2 separate regions of the Sus scrofa genome follow, and region 1 is linked to region 2. Evidence: chromatin contacts called from public HiChIP or PLAC-seq data. All regions are on one chromosome and are shown on one strand. The core of a region is the stretch at or near the end of the contact, and the rest is flanking DNA. Distances in the headings are between cores, read along the strand shown. Region 1 holds the start of LOC102159363 (putative uncharacterized protein FLJ38447). Region 2 holds the start of NAA38 (N-alpha-acetyltransferase 38, NatC auxiliary subunit).

Region 1 (2,871 bases), core at 248-2,747, 54 kb after region 2:
GGTAGGCCCTAATGAGGTGACTCAGATAAAAGCCCTTTGGACCTTCTCATGCCTGCCCTTACAGGCTGAAGGGTAATTCTGAAATGATGCAAAACGCCTAACCTCATAGTAGGGCTTCATCTTGATAATTTTAGGAACACAGTACTGGGAATGGGGAGACAGTAGGCATACTACTGGGGGTAGGGGATGGGGTGGGAAGGGGTTTGGTTGATTCTTCTCAGTTCTCTTAGGTGCTAGAGAAACGAGATTAACATGCACGAAAATCAGCCTCTTCTTAAAAATCATTGACACAGAATAGCTAAAATGGGACCTGTTGCTCCCGCACAGGAGAGCTGCCCTGGACAGAAGCAAAGTCGCAGCTAGGGAAACAGTCTGTCTTCTTCCCACGGGTACATCGACTGTTTGTATCATCCCTGGGCCACTTCATCCTGAATGTGCGAGGCTGGCACAGTCAGAAGATGGGGGCGATTCGTCTAGGAGCCTCCCCAGCTCAGTATCAACACCTCCCAGGGCGTTCCCTCCTGCCCTTGGCTCACCTCCCTCATCAGTGCCAATCCCGGATGTGAGGGGGGTAGTCTTGGCACCCGCTCCCTGTACTACAGCGGGGCCCTGAGAATGCAGCTCCCACCTTCCTTCTGCCACAGCTTCAGGGTTTCGCAGTTACAGCGCGCAGCGGGTCATGTGGGCCAAGTCCTTGATCTCCGGACAGTACAACACTGGGGGAAAGAAGGAGGGTTAGTGGCGGCGGAAGGATGCTGCCTACTCGGGCGTTCGGGGTCCTCTCCCGCCACAGCCACCCCGGCCGTCCCTCACCGTTGCAGGGCAGCGGGCGCCGCCAGCGGCGCGCGGGCGCCAGCACCTGGGTCCAGAGCCGCCGGAGCGCGCGCCACCCTGCGCTCCTAGGCTCCGCCCCCTTCTCGCTCCCCTCTTCCTCTTCCTCCGCCTCGCCGCTTTCCTGGACCCGGCCACCAGCCACAGCAGGTTCGCGCTCAGCCCGCGCCTTTGCCTCCAAGCGCGACCACAAGTCCTGGTCCAGGGCGACCTCCGTGACCCCGCCGCGCGGGAGCGGGGTGGGCGCGCGACAGAAGGGGCACGTGACGACGCGGCGCAGGCGCACCACGCGCGCGGCCGCCCCGCCGCTTTCGCCGCGCGCCGCCAGCTCGCGCAGACAGGCGGTGCAGAGCGTGTGGCCGCAGCGGGCCCGCGCCGTGCCGGGCAGGCGGCGGGGCGCACGGACCCCGAGGTTGAAAGGCCGGTAGCAGATGTTGCAGTCCAGTTCGCCCCGCTCCGGAAGAGACGGCACCCTCACCAGGAGCTGCATTGTGCCCGCCGCGAACTCGAGGGCGTCGCCAACGCGGCTGGCTCCTAGGACAGAACGAGCGGGCCCGTCCTGGGGCCCGCGCCGCGGCCTCTTCCCCCTTTTAATATTGAGAGCCCGCCCGTCGAGGCGTCACGCGAAGGTCGGGCCACTCCCCGCGGCGGCACGCGTGGGGGCGGCGGAGGTGCGAGGACCGGAATGCGGCCGATGGCAGAACGGGCGAGGCGACCCAAGTGGCGGCACGACTGGAGAGGTGGGAGGCACAGCACCCCACTCCCTCCACGCCTTCCTTTACCCCCCACGCAAAGCCAGGGCTCCTTCATCCTGTGTGCAAATCCCCAGCACCCTACCTGAGCCCTGGCCCGCGGCCGCTGACGCAGGGCTTCTCACGCTCTCCCATGACCCCACCCAAACATGCTTCCTAAGCCGGTGGTCCTGCCCGTTCTGCCCAGTCTTTAGTGGGCTCCTGGGCGTTTGAGCAGATGCTGCGCTCAGTTTTCCCCATTAGATTTGACCTCCTTGTGTTCTTGTAAGGCCGGCTTCCCAAATTTTATTTTCCTCAAACTCTCAACTCCCAGCTGACGTCTCAGCCCGTGGAAGGACCTAGATTCCAGGCCCGAGGCCCTAGGAATGCTGGGAATCCTCTCCTGCCTGCATAGCTAGGCCTGGTCACCCACACACCATGGTGGCTACAGCAAAGCAGCACAGCCTGAGTTCTGACTCAGAGGTCTGACTTCCCCCCACAGGTAAACAGGACATAGTACTCCCAGCCCACACTGCCTCGTGGTGCCACCCCCACCCTCCACTCCCCAGCCACCTCCTTGCCCTCCTCTCCCGGGCCTGCAGTCCTGAGTCTGTTGGGAAGGTTTATAGCGCAGACTCTAGACCCAGGTTACCCGTTGTGATACCTTGAGCAGGTTTCTTAACTTCTCCGGGCTTTGGTTTCCTCATCTGCATAAAATGTGGTTGATGATAGGATTGAATCAGCTCTGTATGTAAGGTGCTTAGAGTGATGCCTGCCACACAGTTAACACCGCATATTGGCTATTACCCTGTGTCCCAGCCTATGTTGTGTTCACTTTAACTTCTCGGTACCCAACATTTTCAACACCCATCTCTTTTGGTCAATACAAAATGGGCTTTTCCACACCCATGGCGTTTACTGGCTTTAACAGGCAATGTAAAGCTGGTTTTTATTTTATTTTTTTGCTTTTTTTTTGGGGGGGGGGGCACACTCACGGCACATGGAGGTTCCGAGGCTAGGGGTCCAATTGGAGCTGTAGCTGCCAGCCTGTGCCACAGCCACAGCAACGTCAGGTCCAAGCTGTGTCGGCCACCTACACCACAGCTCACAGCAGCGCCAGATCCTTCACCCACTGAACGAGGCTGGGGATCGAACCTTCATCCTCATGGATGCTAATCAGATTCATTTCTGCTAAGCCATGATGGGAACTCCCCTAAAGCTGGTTTTTAAAACTAGATTCTTAAAGCCTTTGAGTTTAATCTTTTGTGAGGAGGTGTACCATTATGTTTAATTATTCTATATCTTTTCA
Region 2 (3,261 bases), core at 357-2,856:
GGAGGCCCAGCCTGTGTCGCCTGTCCTGCTCCCCTTGGGGATCTGAGCCTGTTCTCTGACCCCAGCTTAGAGGAACTCGGTGTTGCCAGGCCGGGGAGGGAAACAATGGGCCTTCCGGAGCAGGATGACACCACCCCCTCCCGGACCAGCAGCGTGGGAGGGAAGATGGGGCCCACCCTGGGGCCTGTGGGTCTAAGGCTCAGCCTGTCCCCCATCCCCACCCCCGAACCATAAGGGCACCTCTGGCAGCACTAGACGTGGAAGGAGCGCTGAGAGTGCCCCCGACCTCAGATAAACCTCTTCTTCCTCTAGGGGGGAGGTGTGCAATCCTTGCCCCCCGCATCCCAACCACACACAGACACAGGCCATGTCAGTGACAGGTTTAATGAAGTTTGAAAGGCATGCGCGGTCGGGCTCAGAGATAGGGAGGCCCCGCCAGGCTCTCTCTTTGCACCTCAATAGAAACGATGTGGTGTCCAGGTACCATAGCTAGGCCCAGCACACGGGGTTCCCCGGCAGAGAAGGAATCTGGAAAGAAGGATCAGAGCATCAGGGAGGCAGGCCAGCGTCGGTCCCGCCCCTTCTGAGCTACAGCTTCTGGCCCCCGAAAATGAGGGATACAGCCAGGCCCTGAAGGGGAAATGCTCCGAGGCATTCCCAGGCGGGTATGCATTCCCCAGGCACTGACCCGACGGCTTGAGGAACTCCTGCGCCGAGCCTAGGATAACATTGCAGTCGCGGTCGGTGCAGAGGAAGCAACCGACCAGTGTCCGTCCATCTGTCATGCGAATCCGCATAGTCTTGTTGAGCAGCGCCTCCAGCTGCTGCCTAGCGCGCGCAGACGGCGAGTCTTCGCGCTCCCCGTCTGAGTCCTGCGCGGGGCGGGACATGTGCTCAGACCGCACCGCCCCGGCTGCTGCCCGCCCGAGGAACCACAGCTCCCAACAGCCCGCGGGGCGCTCGCAGGAAGCCCAGAGGCTGCCGGGAGCTGCAGTTCTCCCTCCGTCCTCCCACTTTACTCCCCGACGGCCCCTCAATCCCAGAACCCGAGCCCGCGCTAACCCCGGCGCTGGAGCTGCTTTGACGCCGGCTGCAACAGCCATTCTCCTCTCGTAGCAGCATAGTTGGTCCAGCTCCGGCCATTTGTCCGCGGGCCTCCTCCAGGCCCTTCAACTTGCTGAGAACCTTTCGGCTCCGGGGGGTCTGAGATCTCGCGAGCGCTCCCGACCTGTTTTCTTTCGCGAGATCACCTCCCCTCCTCGTCTCCTCGGCAACTGCAGAGATCTCGCGAGCGTCTCCTGCTTCGGCGAACGGCTCGCTGAGGTCTAGGTCGCCGGATGTCCTCAGATATCGCGAGAAGTTTTCACCTCTCTCGGTTCTTACATATCCTTTAGGAACCCTGGAAGGAAGCGAGAATACCTTTTTTCTTAATCGCACTCCCCACTCCCTTGTTTTTCTGCCTCGCGAGATAGTACGTCCCAAGCACTCCCTATAGCCCAGGCCACTCAAAATTAAAACGGAGGGTCTTTTCCTCCCCCCGGAACTCCGGAGGACACCACTCAATTACTTCAACGTCGGAATCGGACCACGTTTCCCGTGAGCCCCACCTCGCCCTCACAGCGTCTGATCTTGACAGACGGTGGCCGGAAAAGGACAATGGTTTCCATGTCAGCGGATAAACGCCCTCTCCTTAGTTCCCGGACGAGAGGGAGGATGCGGTAGTGAGTGCGCGCTGAAAAGCAAGAGCGCAACTGAAGGAGCCGGTGAGAGGGCGAGAGCCATGCTGCGCCGGGGCCTAGTGGCCGGGCCAGACTTTGAGTATTTCCAGCGTCGCTATTTCACGCCGGCCGAGGTGGCCCAACACAACCAGCTGGAAGACCTCTGGGTGTCTTACCTGGGAAACGTGTACGACCTGACGCCGTTGGCACAGGAGTACAAGGGTAAGGGCTGCACTTTTGGGCCGGCGTCGGGCGTGCGTTTGGGGGTGCTTGGTTCTTGGGTGTCTAGCACTGACACGAATGCCCCTTCCCAGGAGACCTGCTGCTGAAACCCATCGTGGAAGTTGCGGGCCAGGACATCAGCCACTGGTTCGACCCAGACACCGGAGACGTGAGTTCTGCTGGAACCTGGGGTTGGGGGGAGGGGCACTGTAGAGCGGGGACGAGGCGGAGGGGCTGACCGGAGCCCGAGATAGTGACTGCTCAGACCCCCCTCCGCCAAACCCTACTTTAAAGATCCGCAAGCACATAGATCCGCTGACCGGTTGCCTGAGATACCGCACCCCCTGGGGCCGCTTTCTGCACGTGCCACCTCAGCTGCCGCGTTCGGACTGGGCCAATGATTTCGGGAAGCCTTGGTGGCAGGGGTCGCGTTACGAGGTGGGGCGGCTGTCCGCCAAGACCCGGACTATCCGCATCATTAACACGCTCACGTCGCAGGAACACACGCTGGAGGTGAGAACTGGTGCCTGGGGGCAGGTGAGAAGGAACTGGGAGTCCCAGCAAACCTCCTCGCAGATCTGCAGGCCAGCAGCTCTCCGTAACTAGTGGCAGCTGTATTTTTTTTCCGCTTTTACGGGTGACCAAGGGAAGAAGACGACCATGTAGGTCCCCGGGGTTAGCAATTCGAGGAGTGGCTGAGCCACAAGGTGTGAGAGACTCCCTCAGAAGTCCAGGGTAGTTTGGGCGTCGTAGTTTGGTCCTCCCAAGTTCATGTTGAATTTTGAACAGCAGTTGCAGGTGGACTCTCTTATTAGCCTGCTCTATTGTGGAGATGAGGTGAGGGGGCAGTGACTTTAGGGCCAACTGTTTATTAGAAGTGGCTGCCCTAAAGGCTGGTAGGATTTGGGGGCCATTCATTGCATGCTGGAGCTCCATCTTTATTTCTGGGACTGTGGAATGCCTTAAGCCACTATCGGCCAAGGGAAGCACTCTGATCCCAGCTCTATCATCTTTGGGGCTCCTGGCCTTTGCTTTGCTTTGTGTGTGTGTGTGCGCGCGGCGCGCGGCGCGCGCGCGAGCTGTATGCACATGGGTGCTTTCCACTCAGGAGACTGGGGGTGGGCTGCTTTTCTGTTCTCCAGGTGGGGGCTCTGGAATCATTGTGGGAAATCCTACACCGCTATCTCCCCTATAATGCACATGCCGCCAGCTACACATGGAAATATGAAGGGAAGAACCTGAACATGGATGATACCCTGGAAGACAACGGTATCTGGGATGAGGAGGAAGAGCTTGATTCTCTCGATGTGGACAGTACACA

The links. HiChIP or PLAC-seq counts read pairs in DNA pulled down with a chosen protein or histone mark.
Region 1: an H3K27ac HiChIP or PLAC-seq map of skeletal muscle shows a contact between it and region 2. The contact joins the promoter of LOC102159363 here to the promoter of NAA38 in region 2. A contact is called at or near these places in 13 of 47 Hi-C or Micro-C datasets (alveolar macrophages, blood, embryonic fibroblasts and 6 more) and 2 of 2 datasets of contacts at active chromatin or transcription factors (alveolar macrophages and skeletal muscle).

The regions. Positions count from the first base shown.
Region 1 is chr12:53,164,921-53,167,791 of Sscrofa11.1, forward strand. It overlaps LOC102159363 (putative uncharacterized protein FLJ38447), which reads right to left and starts at 1,498. Exons shown (of 2, transcript XM_005657036.3): 1 at 814-1,498; 2 at 1-716. The coding sequence starts at 1,321. The coding sequence ends at 661. LOC100525078 (a long non-coding RNA gene) reads left to right here and starts at 1,188. Exons shown (of 3, transcript XR_002337363.1): 1 at 1,188-1,571.
Region 2 is chr12:53,110,881-53,114,141 of Sscrofa11.1, forward strand. It overlaps NAA38 (N-alpha-acetyltransferase 38, NatC auxiliary subunit), which reads right to left and starts at 1,607. Exons shown (of 4, transcript XM_013990020.1): 1 at 1,568-1,607; 2 at 1,063-1,399; 3 at 689-872; 4 at 369-528. The coding sequence starts at 1,143. The coding sequence ends at 416.